Regions from separate parts of the Ovis aries genome. Here region 2 is linked to region 1. The links are chromatin contacts, called in public Hi-C maps. All regions are on one chromosome and are shown on one strand. Each heading gives the region's core, a stretch centred on a gene start, on an enhancer-like site or on the middle of the called end of the contact. The rest is flanking DNA. Distances are from core to core; before and after follow the strand shown.

Region 1 (6,126 bases), core at 2,700-5,199:
AGTGCTTTTCCCAGGCTACCTAAAACTATATACCCATCATTTCCTCTCACAGTTTGCCTAGAGGAGGGAGAAAAACAGTTCAGCTTTTCGAGAGGAAACAGAGATCCACAATTCTGTGTCAAGGGACAGAGGAGTGAAACTGAGTCTCCATAAAACCAAGTTCCCTTACCAAGCAGTAGTAGCAGTGTTAGTTGCTCAGTCATATCCGACTCTCTGTGACCCCATGCACTGTAGCCCATCAGGCTCCTCTGTCCATGGGATTCTCCAGACAGGAATACTGGAGAGGGTTGCCATTGCCTTCTCCATCCCTTACCAAGTTTACAACTAATTTCTCTATACAAAACTTTATTCCCTTTCTCGCCCCTCCAACCTCAGTTTTGGGCTAACTGAACCCTAGTCAACCAGAATCTGCTGCTGCTGCTAAGTCACTTCAGTCGTGTCCGACTCTGTGTGACCCCATAGACAGCAGCCCACCAGGCTCCCCCGTCCATGGGATTTTCCAGGCAAGAGTACTGGAGTGGGGTGCCATTGCCTTCTCCGCAACCAGAATCAGATGACTAAAACTGCTGTTATTGATAACATCGATGTTGATAAAATTGCTGTTTTATCATTAGATACCATCATTAACAAACAAACTCGGGTTTCTCCAGGGCAAGATGAGCTAAAAAGCCCCCCCCACCCCCACCCCCAAGCCATGGACCACTTGGCCAGAGAATTGTAAAACAGAGATATCCTGACTCCGAGAAATGCCACAGAAATGTCATAAGATGACGATTAAGCGCAGTATTTTTGTTCTTAAACACAAACAAAAACAAAAAGTTCTAACTCAAAGATCAGATTGGAGTGGATCTGGGGCTTATCTCCCACTCCCTTGCTTGGCGCCTTGCAATAAACGCTATACACTAAGTCCCCTACCTATGAACCTCCAAGTTGAGAACTTTCAAAGATGCGAATGTATGTACATTCACAAGTCCAATCATGTGAGTTAGTTCATGTGTCTGGCGTACATGGTCCCGTGTGCGTATCCTTTATAAGTGGTTGTGCTTTTGTGTACTTTACCATACGGTACTGTATAGACTACATACCCTAGTACAGCATATTTCAAACCCAGGATGTCCAGAAGCAAGAATAAGAGCAGCAAGGATGTAGCTGGTGCTGCTAAGAAGCGCCAACTGTTGTACTACTGTACTTTTCAAGGTAGTGAACTGTAAGATTAAAATTATTTTACTTTTGGTGTTTGTTTTTATGTATTATTCGTATGAGAAATATTATAACCCTATTACACAGTATAGTACTACATAGCCAATTGTATTAGTTGGGTACCTAGGCTAACCTTATTGCCTTATGAACAAATTGGACTCACTCTTGGGACAGAACTCATTCGTATGTCGGGGACTTATTATACTTTCCTTTACCACAACCCAGTGTCAGTAGAATGGCTTGGCTACACGTTTAGTGAGTCAACTCAAATTCAGCTTGGTAACAGGAATCAAAAAGGTTATTATTTGAACATATTATTTTACTGGTTGGCATCTCTTCATCATTATCATAATGGCAGTAAGTGGTTGTATGGACAAAATTTTAAGAGTTCAAATCACTGGGCATGCGATCTTGGACAAGATTCTTGCTCTCTGTCTGCTTCAACGTCTTCATTTTGTAAAGTGGCCAATGATAATATGGTGGTACCTACTTTATTGTCTTATCAAGGGATTAATAAATTATTTGTGTAAGAAGCTAAGAACAGCATCAATGTGTAGTGAATTTTCAGTAAATTTCAGTTATTTATGTAGTATCGATACTTACGGTTTATAAACTGCTTCCACAAGACAGTATCGCTTGACTAGGTTTCGGATCATTTATCTCTCAAGCCAAGGTTTTGGAAGAAGTTCAGAATATCAGGTAAGATCCAGTGCCCTTTACCAAACGCATCCCAAGGAAGCTAGTCACTAGATATAGTTTCCCCAGCCCAGTTTTGTCTCTTTGATCTGTGCCCAGGAGAGGCCCTCTACATGGCTTCGGGACACTTCTGCTTAGGCAGAAGCCCCCACCCAGGAAGTATGAACTTTTTCCTCATCCCTTACACAATAGCAGATAGAACTATGCACCTTGTTGCTTAAGCCCCAGTAGTCCTTATCTTCCCACTTCCAAACACTGCTGGATATTTTTTAGAAAACTATATTCTGGGCTAAAGAGAATTAAGCTGTGTCATGTCCCCTGGTAAAACCCTTAGATGCTTTAGAAAGCAATATCAAAAAGCTGCTCCTTGAGAGCTGGTCATCAGCCCTCCCCCGACGCTCCAGGCAGGGGAAGGAACTAACATTTTTGGAGAGCCCAGCCCTGTGTAAGGCTAGTTACTATGATGCATACAGATAAGGACTTGGGGCTGTAGAGGGCAAAAACAACTTGTCCAAGGCACCAAAAGCTCTGGCTCTGACATGTCATCTGTACCATCTTCCTCAACCTCTCTGGGCTGTTTTCTTGTATGTAAACTGGGATAATAATTATACACACACCATAGGGTCATAAAAATTAAATGAATTAATTCATTTATCATCCTGAACATAGTGATTGACACATACAAGAGCCTAATAAACAAATGTTAGGTGGTAATATAATCATTACCTGAAAAAGAGCAGCTATCACTGACTCGATGAGTTTGGACATGAGTTTGGGTGAACTCCGGGAGTTGGTGATATTAGGGAGGCCTGGCGTGCTGCAATTCATGGGGTCACAAAGAGTTGAACACGACTGAGAGACTGGACTGAACTGAACTGAGGGTTACTCTGTGCCTTTTCCATTACACTGAGCAGGGTCCCCCTAGCTAACTGAGGACCATAAATGTGTCTCTGAATGAAACAGCTTTAATATCCCCAAGCCAAGTTCATGGGGGCTGGTCATCAGCTCTCCCCACAGCTCCACAACTTGAGAGCTGGTCATCAGCCTTCCCCCCAAGCTTTAATATCTCTAAGACCAGCTCTCGTGACGGCTGATGACCAGCTCACAAGTTGTGGCGCTGTGGGGAAAGAGGGGTGGCTAGGACTTCCACCTTCTTTGAGGTAGGAGTAGTTTGGGCAAACCTATGATGCAACTTACTTGTCACCACTGAGCAGTGATGAAGCGGTCTGTCTTAGAATGCTTTTACTGACAGGGTGCTCATTCGCTATTGAAAATCAACCCATTCGGTGCCGAACACCTCTTACAATTACAAAGTGTTCTTTCTCAGTTCCTGCTCCCCCACCCTCCTTCACATCCCACTTCCTTCCTCGCCTCCTTCTTCCTCCTTTCATCTTCCCCTTCCTCTTCTGTCTGCAGTTTTATCCCTCCCTTGTAGCTCAAATTGTTAAGAATCTGCCTGCAACGCGGGAGACCTTGGTTCGATCCCTGGGTTGGGAAAATAGCCTGGAAAAGGAAATGGCAACCCACTTCTGTATTCTTGCCTGGGAAATCCCATGGTCCATCATGGAGAACACAAAAGGTCTTCAGCGTGATTCCTTGGCCAGCTGATGGGAACTTGGTCTCCAGCTGCTATTAACAATTCTCTGGGTCTTGCACCGTCTCTAGGAAGCAAAACCTTTTATCTGGATGCTATGACTTGGCCTTCTGGTCCATTCATGTCGTCCATCAGTTTGCCCAATTTCCACTAATAACCCCATCCAGAACCACAGGAAACTTGAAATGGGTTGATCTGGCGTCTTGAGGCCCCACTGGCTCCGGATGGAAGCCATGGAGAAGCTAGAGCGCTGGAAGTGACTCCCCTGAACCAGTGTACACAGGCAGTGCTGGTTCCAATTCTCTGCCCAGAAGCACCTGGACTTTTACAGCCTGCGCCCAGCCGGGAGCAGTCACGGGCCGCGCTGCCGCTTTAAGAGAGGGGCGGGGCCCGGGTACAGGCGAGGCAGAGCCGGCCCACAAAGCTCCTTTTCCTTTTTGATCCATTCAAAAATTACTCATTGCAAATTCCCGGACTGCTGGGAGCGCAGAAGGAAGGGGGCGGAGGAGAGAGGGCTGCTGCGGGCGCCGAGCAGGGGGCACCCGGGGCCCGAGTGGCGGCCGGCCGGCCGGGCAGAAAGCGGCTCGCAGTTTTGGCTCCGGTGGCCTCACCAGGAAGCGTCAGTCTCGACACCAGGGAACCTCCGAGCGCCGCCTGCGCCTCCGCCTGCGCCCGGCTCCGGATCCCCAAGCCCCCCTCCCCTGCCCCGGGCCGGCCCTCCGCCCTCCAGGGCCCTCCGGCTCGGGTGCCTTCCCGGGAGATGGCTGGCCGCTGAGCATGGCTCAGTACGGCCACCCCAGCCCGCTCGGCATGGCTGCGAGAGAGGAGCTGTACAGCAAAGTCACCCCGCGGAGGAACCGCCAGCAGCGCCCCGGGACCATCAAGCATGGATCGGCGCTGGACGTGCTGCTGTCCATGGGGTTCCCCAGAGCCCGCGCGTAAGTGGCCGAGCTCGCTGCCCCGGCGACCCCTCCCGCCCCACGCGGCCAGCCCTCGGCTTCGCTCCGGCTCGCCTCCCTTGCCCGGCGGGAGGCGCGCTCCCCGCTGCCCACGACCTGTTGGGGGCAGGCTGGGCGCGCGGGCGGCCCGGGACTCGGCTCCTCCGGGAGGAGGGTGCAGGGGAGGGCGATGCGCCCGAGCGCTGGGCCAGGGGCTAGCTGGGCATGCCTACGATGAGGCGTGTCCCAGGGCGCGGGATGCCTACGGGCAAGGGCACCGGGTTCGAGTCCCCGGGACTGTGGCAGGCGCCAGGCCTCCGCGGGTGTTGCTAAGCCGTTCTCTCCCCGGGCTCCCTGAGGTCTCTAGCGCCGAGTCCCCGGGGGAGGCGGGGCCCCACAGAGGCTTCGGGCACCCTCTGGATCCCGAACGCCGGCCTGGCTGGAGGATCCACTGCTGACCGGGAGAGGGCAGGGACGGACGGCGGGGCCGGGAACCCGGCGCTCCCACCACTGCGGCTTTCGGCTCCGGATGTCGTTCTGGGTTCTGTCTTCCTCCAGAGTAGGAGCAGCGGGAGCGTAGCGGTTGCTGCGTGTTCATTGATGGGGAGGTTGGAATGAGAAGGGGAAGCAGTGCCCCCAGGGGACCTGGGTTCTCGTCAGTGGTGACGGCAGCGCAGGAGTCTGTGGGTGCCTGAGAGTAAGGGGGGGTGGGTGCGTCCTCTCTCATCCCTTTTCCTCCTGGAGGGTGGGGTAGGGCAGAGCTGAGAGCGCGCAGGTGGCGAGCCCGGCAGCCTGCTGGTAAGAGGCCTGGTCGCCAGGGCAAGGTTGGCAGTGGCCCTAGGAGACTTCGGAGGCTGGCCACCCAAGTCTGGACCTCTGACTGGGAGGAAGCCAAGGTCGGGTGGTCAGGTCCTTCTTCCCCCTTTATTCCTCGCATGCAGATTTCTTAGGCCGGGACGCAAGGCCTGGGATCCTTGCTTCTTTGAATGACATCACCTGCACAGGGAGTTAGGCAAACTTTATCAGAAAGGGCCAACTTGATTAAAGTGTGGGTTTTTTTTCCTTCCTTTTTTTTTTTTTTTTTTTAACATGATAGCTCTAGGTTTCCCTTACTTGGCCTCTGGGCAAACCTTTATTCTTACTGACTTGACTATAATCTCTTATCAAAGCTTATTCCTGATTTTATCATTCCACCTAACCTGCTGGGACAGGTTGGTGTACCCTATGGTTGGAAGGCCATAAAATGGACTTACAGTTCTGCCTCACACTGAGTTCCAATCACTGGGGCTCCATTTCCTGATGCCAGAGTTACAGGGAGGAGATGCTCTGAGCTTTGCAGGGGTGTGCCAGGCTTGGAAACTGCAAGTCAGGTCCTGCTGTGTGATGGATGTGCATAGCTGTCCTTAAGAAGGGGAGATAGGGGTTGGAAATCTGTGGGTCGAAGCTGCAGAATTAGAACAGCCCCCAGCATTTGCCTTTTCTAAAATGAGGCCAGCATTCAGGACCTAAATTGCTTAATTAAGGGAAGAAATACTTAACTGAATTCTTCAGACTGTCACATTCGCTCTCCGAAGTGTTTAAATAGGACATATTCCTTCCTGCACTGATGGGTCTTTCCTACATAGATGAGTCCAAGAGGCCTCATCTACATCCTGATGGATTAGGATGATGGTTTAATTTTGGCTTGTTCAATCCTTG
Region 2 (6,126 bases), core at 1,540-4,039, 87 kb after region 1:
GAAAAATGCACAGTGACACATAAATTGATTTCTAGTCATCATCAAAGTAAACCCCAGTAATGTAAAGGAACTTATAAGTTACTCTTTTCACCTCCATAGTGACGAAATTTATTTTGCATTGCAAAATTAAGGAATGAAGATTGGCTTTAACTGGTATTTTAAGGACTAATGTTGTGATGTGATTCAGATTTCTGTGGGAGCTTTCCCAGAAAAAAATGCCTGTTCAAATTTACTTTCAGTTCATAGAACACTGTAATGTGTTCCGGGTACTCCTCCCCTCAACAAACCATGTTCTGGATACTCCCCCTCCCCCCAAAAACCCAGTGAATTTTAAGAATTATCAATTTGAACCTAGTACCAATATATTCATGAAGTGTTTCAAAAAGCAAAAATAAACCCAAACAAGCCACAATATGAATCAGACACAGAAATAGCACCCTTGTGTTGGTTGTAAATGAATGAAATTTGGTCTCGTGACAGAATTCCGCTGAAGGAGAACGACTCCAGATCCTGTTTGCTTCATTTCAAGCCCCTCAGTTTAAGGGCTAAGTCAGTTTATGTAGTGGTTATTCTACTTCCCGTCCCGCACGAGCTGCAAAGGAATTGAATTCTCCAGATTTACAGTCTTGGCCGGCCTCCCGGGAGGAGTGCTGACCTGTTTGGATTCTGAGATCTGGAGGTCTCTGCTTGGAGGAGCGCAGACCCTAGCAAGGAGCCCAGCTGCTCCTCTTCTCTCCCCAGAGGCTCTCATGACTTCCGGGTCCCACGAGCATGAACTTGCCGGACTTGGGTGGCCAGGCTGCTCCGGAGCCTCTCCCAGAGTGAGCAGCCCAGTTCTCCTCCCGTGACTTCTGCTTCCTGCACCCTTTTGCTGACCAGTGTAGCCATCCTCGAGCAGTTCTTGGTGTGTCACCCAGCCCAGGCAGGCCGGCTCCCAGATGACGCCCCTCCTCCTGCCAGCTCTCTCCTGGAGCCCGGGCCGCATCCACTACCAACACAAGCTGGAGTTTAGCCTCTCAGGTCTGAAGGTGGAGAATAACTCTGAGGACCCCCTCCACACCCCCAACGAAACAGCACAAGGATAGCAGACAGCGGACTTGAGTACCATTCAAGGTCATCTCAGGTATCCATCCGCTTTCTCACTTGTCAATCAGCAAGACTCCATTGGTCAGAGTCTCTGACCTCAGGGAGTGTAAAGTCCTGGAAAGGTCAGGAGAGGCTTTTAAGGAAAGGGTGGGACTTGGAGAAAGAGTGATTTGGACCATGCTCCAGACAGGAGGGGCAATGCAAGCCAAGGGGAAGACCAGGACATTCTTCCAGTGCAGGCGTCTCTCATTTTGGTCCCAGAGAGCTCCAGGAAAGGAAATTGCAGGGCTTCCCCTGAGCCTGACCCATCCTTTTCCTGTGACCTCTGTTGTCCTGTTTTATAAGTCCCGGCTGTTAAATATATGAAACCTACAAGGCAGGGAACGTGACAGTGGCGGGCGCGGTCTGACAGAAGTGCTAGCCTGGCGGAAAAAGCCCGGGCTCGTTTTTCGTCCCCTCTTGTCTCTTTCCAGCCACACACATGCTGTCATCACTCGATCCAAGTCTCTTAGGCTGGTTCGGGAGGACAACCTGCCGCCAGCAGCCCCCCTCTACCTACCCTCCAGAGCATCCTTTGGCAGGAATACAGCACAAAGGGCTGTGTGTGTGCCCTCCCTCTCAGCTACAGAGCAGTGAGGCCAATTTCCTTTGCAAGGTCACTGCTGAAGGAAAAAAGGGTTTTAATAAACACTTCTCTCAGAGAGAGAGAAAGCAAAGTTCCAGAAATGTCATCTCGCCAGCCGCTTCCCCTCCATCTTGCTCTGTGAGTTGTGGAAATCAGTCCCAACTGCCCTGGACGATTGAAGTTTATATGTGGACCTACCCCAGCTCCTGGCGCCAGGCCAGCTAGTCTGTTTCTGGGCCTGTGGTTTGGTGTGTGAGAAAGAGGGGAACAGGGACGGGGCCAAAGGTGGGGAGTGAAGTCCACCGGCCTGTGACAGAGCTTCAGCCCTCTCCCTCCTCCGTCTCAGACACACCTGCACTCAGCTCCACGGTGGCAGGTGGAGTGCTGACATTCCTGAGGACGGTGCCTTGAGGTCGGAAGGCACCTCCTGGGACAAGTGACTAATCTCTTTGCCCTCAGTTTCCTCATCTGTAAAATGGGTATAGTATTTGCCACATCATGGAGCTGTCTTGATTGAAGGAGATGCTGGTTATGAAAAACTGTAGAGACTTACCTGGTGGTCCAGTGGTTAAGATTCCATGCTCCCACTGCAAAGAGCATGGGTTTGATCCCTGGTCAGGGAAGTAAGATCCTGCAAGCACATAAAGAAAAGAAAAGAAAATACACGGTGTTGCAAGGATTTCATTTTAGAAAACAGGTCCCTGGTCTGTTTCATCTTGGAGTGCAGGTGCAGGAAAGGCAGGAAACTAAATCTTTCCCTGGTATAAAGGAGCATGGCTGAGTAGGTAGCAGAGGACCTAAATGGTGAGGTAGAACAGCTCTTAGGGGTTAGTCCTGGGAGAGGGGGTTTCCAAAAAAGAGAGGGCTCTATGTCTGCAGACAAGAAGGCAGAGGGCATTCCCTTCTTCCTCAGAGAAAACCCCTCACTCGGGGAGAGGTGCGATTTGATCTGGGTGACTGCCCTGGCCAGCGGAATGGTCCAGCTGCTGCGCCCTGGAGAGGTGGGCCCAGGCTCCACCCCACTGCTTGGCCTGAGCCTTGTGGCTGTGAAGGGGATGGGCACCCGTGAGGCTTCCCTTTTGAATCCAGCCTGTGCACGTGGGCCCCTCACAGAGCACTTGCCTCAGCCACACCACCCCTCCCCGCTCAGGCTTCCTGTTTTGAAACTACCAATAGATGGAAAATGTGAGTGCTGTCACTTTAACGGCTCAGGCTGTGTGTGTGTGTGTGTGTGTGTGTGTGTGTGTGTGTGTGTGTGCATGCTGTGTGAATGTGTGAACCAAGTGTGAGTGGGGGCAAGTGTGTGAGTGTCAGCATGCGTTAGTTGTGATTCTGTGTGCATTTTGTGTGAGCACATGTGTAAGAGTGTGATTGTGTGAGCCTGAAGTTGTGAGTGTGAGCATGTGTGCTTGTGTGTGTGTGTGAGAGAGAAGGAGAGAGCGTGCTCATGTGTGTGCCGCATGGCCTGGGAAAGGCAGCTGAGGCCCAGAGCTTGCCCTTGCCAGGACACCCATGGGAAGAGGCCTGCCAGGAGCTGTACCCTCCCTGCACACCTGTCTGCCCAGCAACACGAGAGAGGAGCATGTAAAGTTAGTGTCTGCAAGAGTTCTGGGGAAGGTGGCTGAGGCCCTTCCTGTTAACTCTCTAAAGCTCATCTCTCAGCTTGTAGAAAGATCTTTTGTTCCTCAAGCTTTAAAACAGAAATAATTTCTTGTCAATCCAAAAAATGGCTTCCTAAGGAACTAGTTCATGTAATCTACCTCACTTAAAAGGCAGGCAGTGTGTCCAGTCCGTGCCTTTATCCCCAGGCCTATTATAGTTCTGGCAGGTAGCAGAGTCCAGTGGATTCATTATGCAGATACTTGTGGGGTGTTTACTGTATACCATGGGTTGCTCAAGGCTCTTGGGATTCAGCACAGATCATAACCAAATGTCTGATCTCAGGTAGCTGAGGGAAGACAATTGCAGTTCCACATAAAAAATATGGCAGGTGCTGTTAGTGTTGGATGGAAGAATGGATTCATTTTAAAGCTCTTGGCTTTTGCTGGATTCTGCAGTGTGAAGGTCATAATCAATATGCTTTTCTTCATTTACTAAGATAATAAAAATTACCCGTGATATTTTGAGAAAAGATGAATAGACAGATTTCTCTTCCCTTCTATGCCCCTCCCTCACCCCACTGTTGGCCTTCCTAAAGCTTCCCTCCTTCCCTACATCACACCTGCTGTTGCTTCTGTCTTCTTGTCTGGATGGCAAAAATCCACTCACCCATCAAGACTCAGTTCAGATCCTGCCCACTCTATCAGCAGAGTTAATTTCTCCCTCTTGGTGACCTTTATTTTTTTTTATTTATTTTTAATTGAAGGATAATTGCTTTACGATATTGCTTTGATTTCTGCCATACATCACTAGGAATTAGCCACAGGTATACATATGTCCCCTCCCTCTTGAACCTCCCTCCCACCGCCCACCCTTTCCCACACCTCTAGGTTGTTACAGAGCCCTGGTCTGAGGTCACTGAGTCTTGCAGCAAATTTCCATTGGCTCTCTAGTTTACATATTATAGTGCATATGCTTGCACGCTACTCTCATTGGTCTCACCTTTTGCTTCCTGCCCCCTGCCCATAAGTCTGTTCTCTATGTCTGCATCTCCATTGCTGCCCTGCAGATCAGCTCATCAGTACTGTCTTTCTAGATTCCACATATGTATTGGAATATAAATAACTTTCATATTTATTTTAAATATTTATATGGAATATAAATAATATATAAAAATAAATATAAACTATAAACATAAATATATGATATTTGTTTTCTCTTTCTGACTTACTTCACTCTGTGTAATAGCTCTAGGGTCATTAGAGGTGACTCAAATGCATTGCTTTTTATGGTTGAGTAGTATTCCATTGTATATATGTACCACAGCTTCTTTACCTGTTGATGGACGACATCTGGGTTGCTTCCATGTCCTAGCTATTGTAAATAGTGCTACAGTGAACATTGGGGTATATGAATCTTTATCACTTTTGGTGTCCTCATATTTGTATGCCTAGAAATGGTATTCCTGGGTCATATGGTAGATTTATTCCTGGTTCTTTAAGGAATGTCCATACTGTCTTCCATAGTGACTGTATCAATTTACATTCCCAGCAACAATGTAAGAGGGTTCTCTTTTCTCCACACCCTCTCTAGCACTTGTGTTTTTTTGTGGATTTTTTTGATGATGGCCATTCTGGTTGGTGTGAAGTGATACCTCATTGTAGTTTTGATTTACATTTCTGTAATGAGCAATGTTGAGCATTTTTTCCCATGTTCATTAGTCATCTGTATGTCTTCTTTGGAGAAATGTCTGTTTAAAAACCCACGTTTTGATTGAGTTGTTTGTTTTACTGGTATTGAGCTACACGAGCTGCTTGTATATTTTTTAAATCAGTCCTTTGTCAGTTGTTTCATTTGCTCTTATTTTGTCCCATTCTTAGAGTTGTCTTTTGACCTTGTTTATAGTTACTTTTACTGTGCAAAAGCATTTAAATTTAATTAGGCCCCACTTGTTTATTTTGTATTTATTTACATTTTAGGAGTTGGGTCATAGAGGATCTTGCTATGATTTATGTCATACAGTGTTCTACATGTTTTCCTCTAAGACTTACATAGTTTCTGGTCTTACATTTAGGTCTTAAATCCATTTTGAGTTTCTTTGTGTGTGGTGTCCCTTCTCTGGCGGCTCAGATGGTAAAGCGTCTGCCTACTCTTTGGGAGACCCAGGTTCGATCCCTGGGTCGGGAAGATCCCCTGGAGAAGACAATGGCACCCCACTCCCGTACTCTTGCCTGGAAAATCCCGTGGACGGAAGAGCCTGGTAGGCTACAGTCCATGGGGTCACAAAGAGTTGGACACGACTGCGCGACTTCACTTTCACTTTCATGGTGTTCAGTTCAGTTCTGTTCAGTCGCTCAGTCGTGTCTGACTCTTTGCCACCCCAGGAAGTATTTTAATTTCATTCTTTCACATGTAGTTATCCAGTCCTCCCAGCGCCACTTACTGAAGAGAATGTCTTTTCCCTATTGTATATTCTTGCCTCCTTTGTCGAAGATAAGGTGCCTGTAGGTACCTGCACGCTTTAAATGACCTCCACAACATGTGTATTACGGTGCATTGTGATTATTTGTTCCATGCCTGTCTTCTGTCCCAGCTGAGGCCAGGAACTCTGTTTTTGTCTGTCAGTGCATTTCCCAGAGCCTGGCACGTGTGGGATGGATGATGGATGGGTCGCTGGGCACATGGGTGGTCAGATGGATGTTCCCTCCCCTTCCTTCGTGGAATGAAAGACAGACACTAAAGAGATGTCACCCCAGGATGAGGAGACCAAGACCCAAAGAACGCGCAAGAGATGGAGTTTCACTCTTGGGTGATAC

The links. Hi-C and Micro-C count contacts between places; a contact is called where the count stands out from the background.
Region 2: a contact with region 1 is called in a Hi-C map of liver, with 2.1 times the contacts expected there. The contact joins the enhancer-like site here to the promoter of UBASH3B in region 1. A contact is called at or near these places in 2 of 16 Hi-C or Micro-C datasets (both in liver).

What each region holds. Positions count from the first base shown.
Region 1 is chr15:33,034,862-33,040,987 of ARS-UI_Ramb_v3.0, forward strand. UBASH3B (ubiquitin associated and SH3 domain containing B) reads left to right here and starts at 3,950. Exons shown (of 14, transcript XM_004016112.6): 1 at 3,950-4,428. The coding sequence starts at 4,268.
Region 2 is chr15:33,123,407-33,129,532 of ARS-UI_Ramb_v3.0, forward strand. All of the region lies in intron 1 of UBASH3B (ubiquitin associated and SH3 domain containing B), which reads left to right. Among named protein-coding and RNA genes, the nearest start is that of CRTAM, 82 kb to the right of the region's middle. Within about 2 kb of position 2,790, at least 14 of the 54 cell types and tissues checked have an H3K27ac peak or open chromatin away from gene starts, as enhancers often do. A contact at or near this core is called in liver, where this site is marked.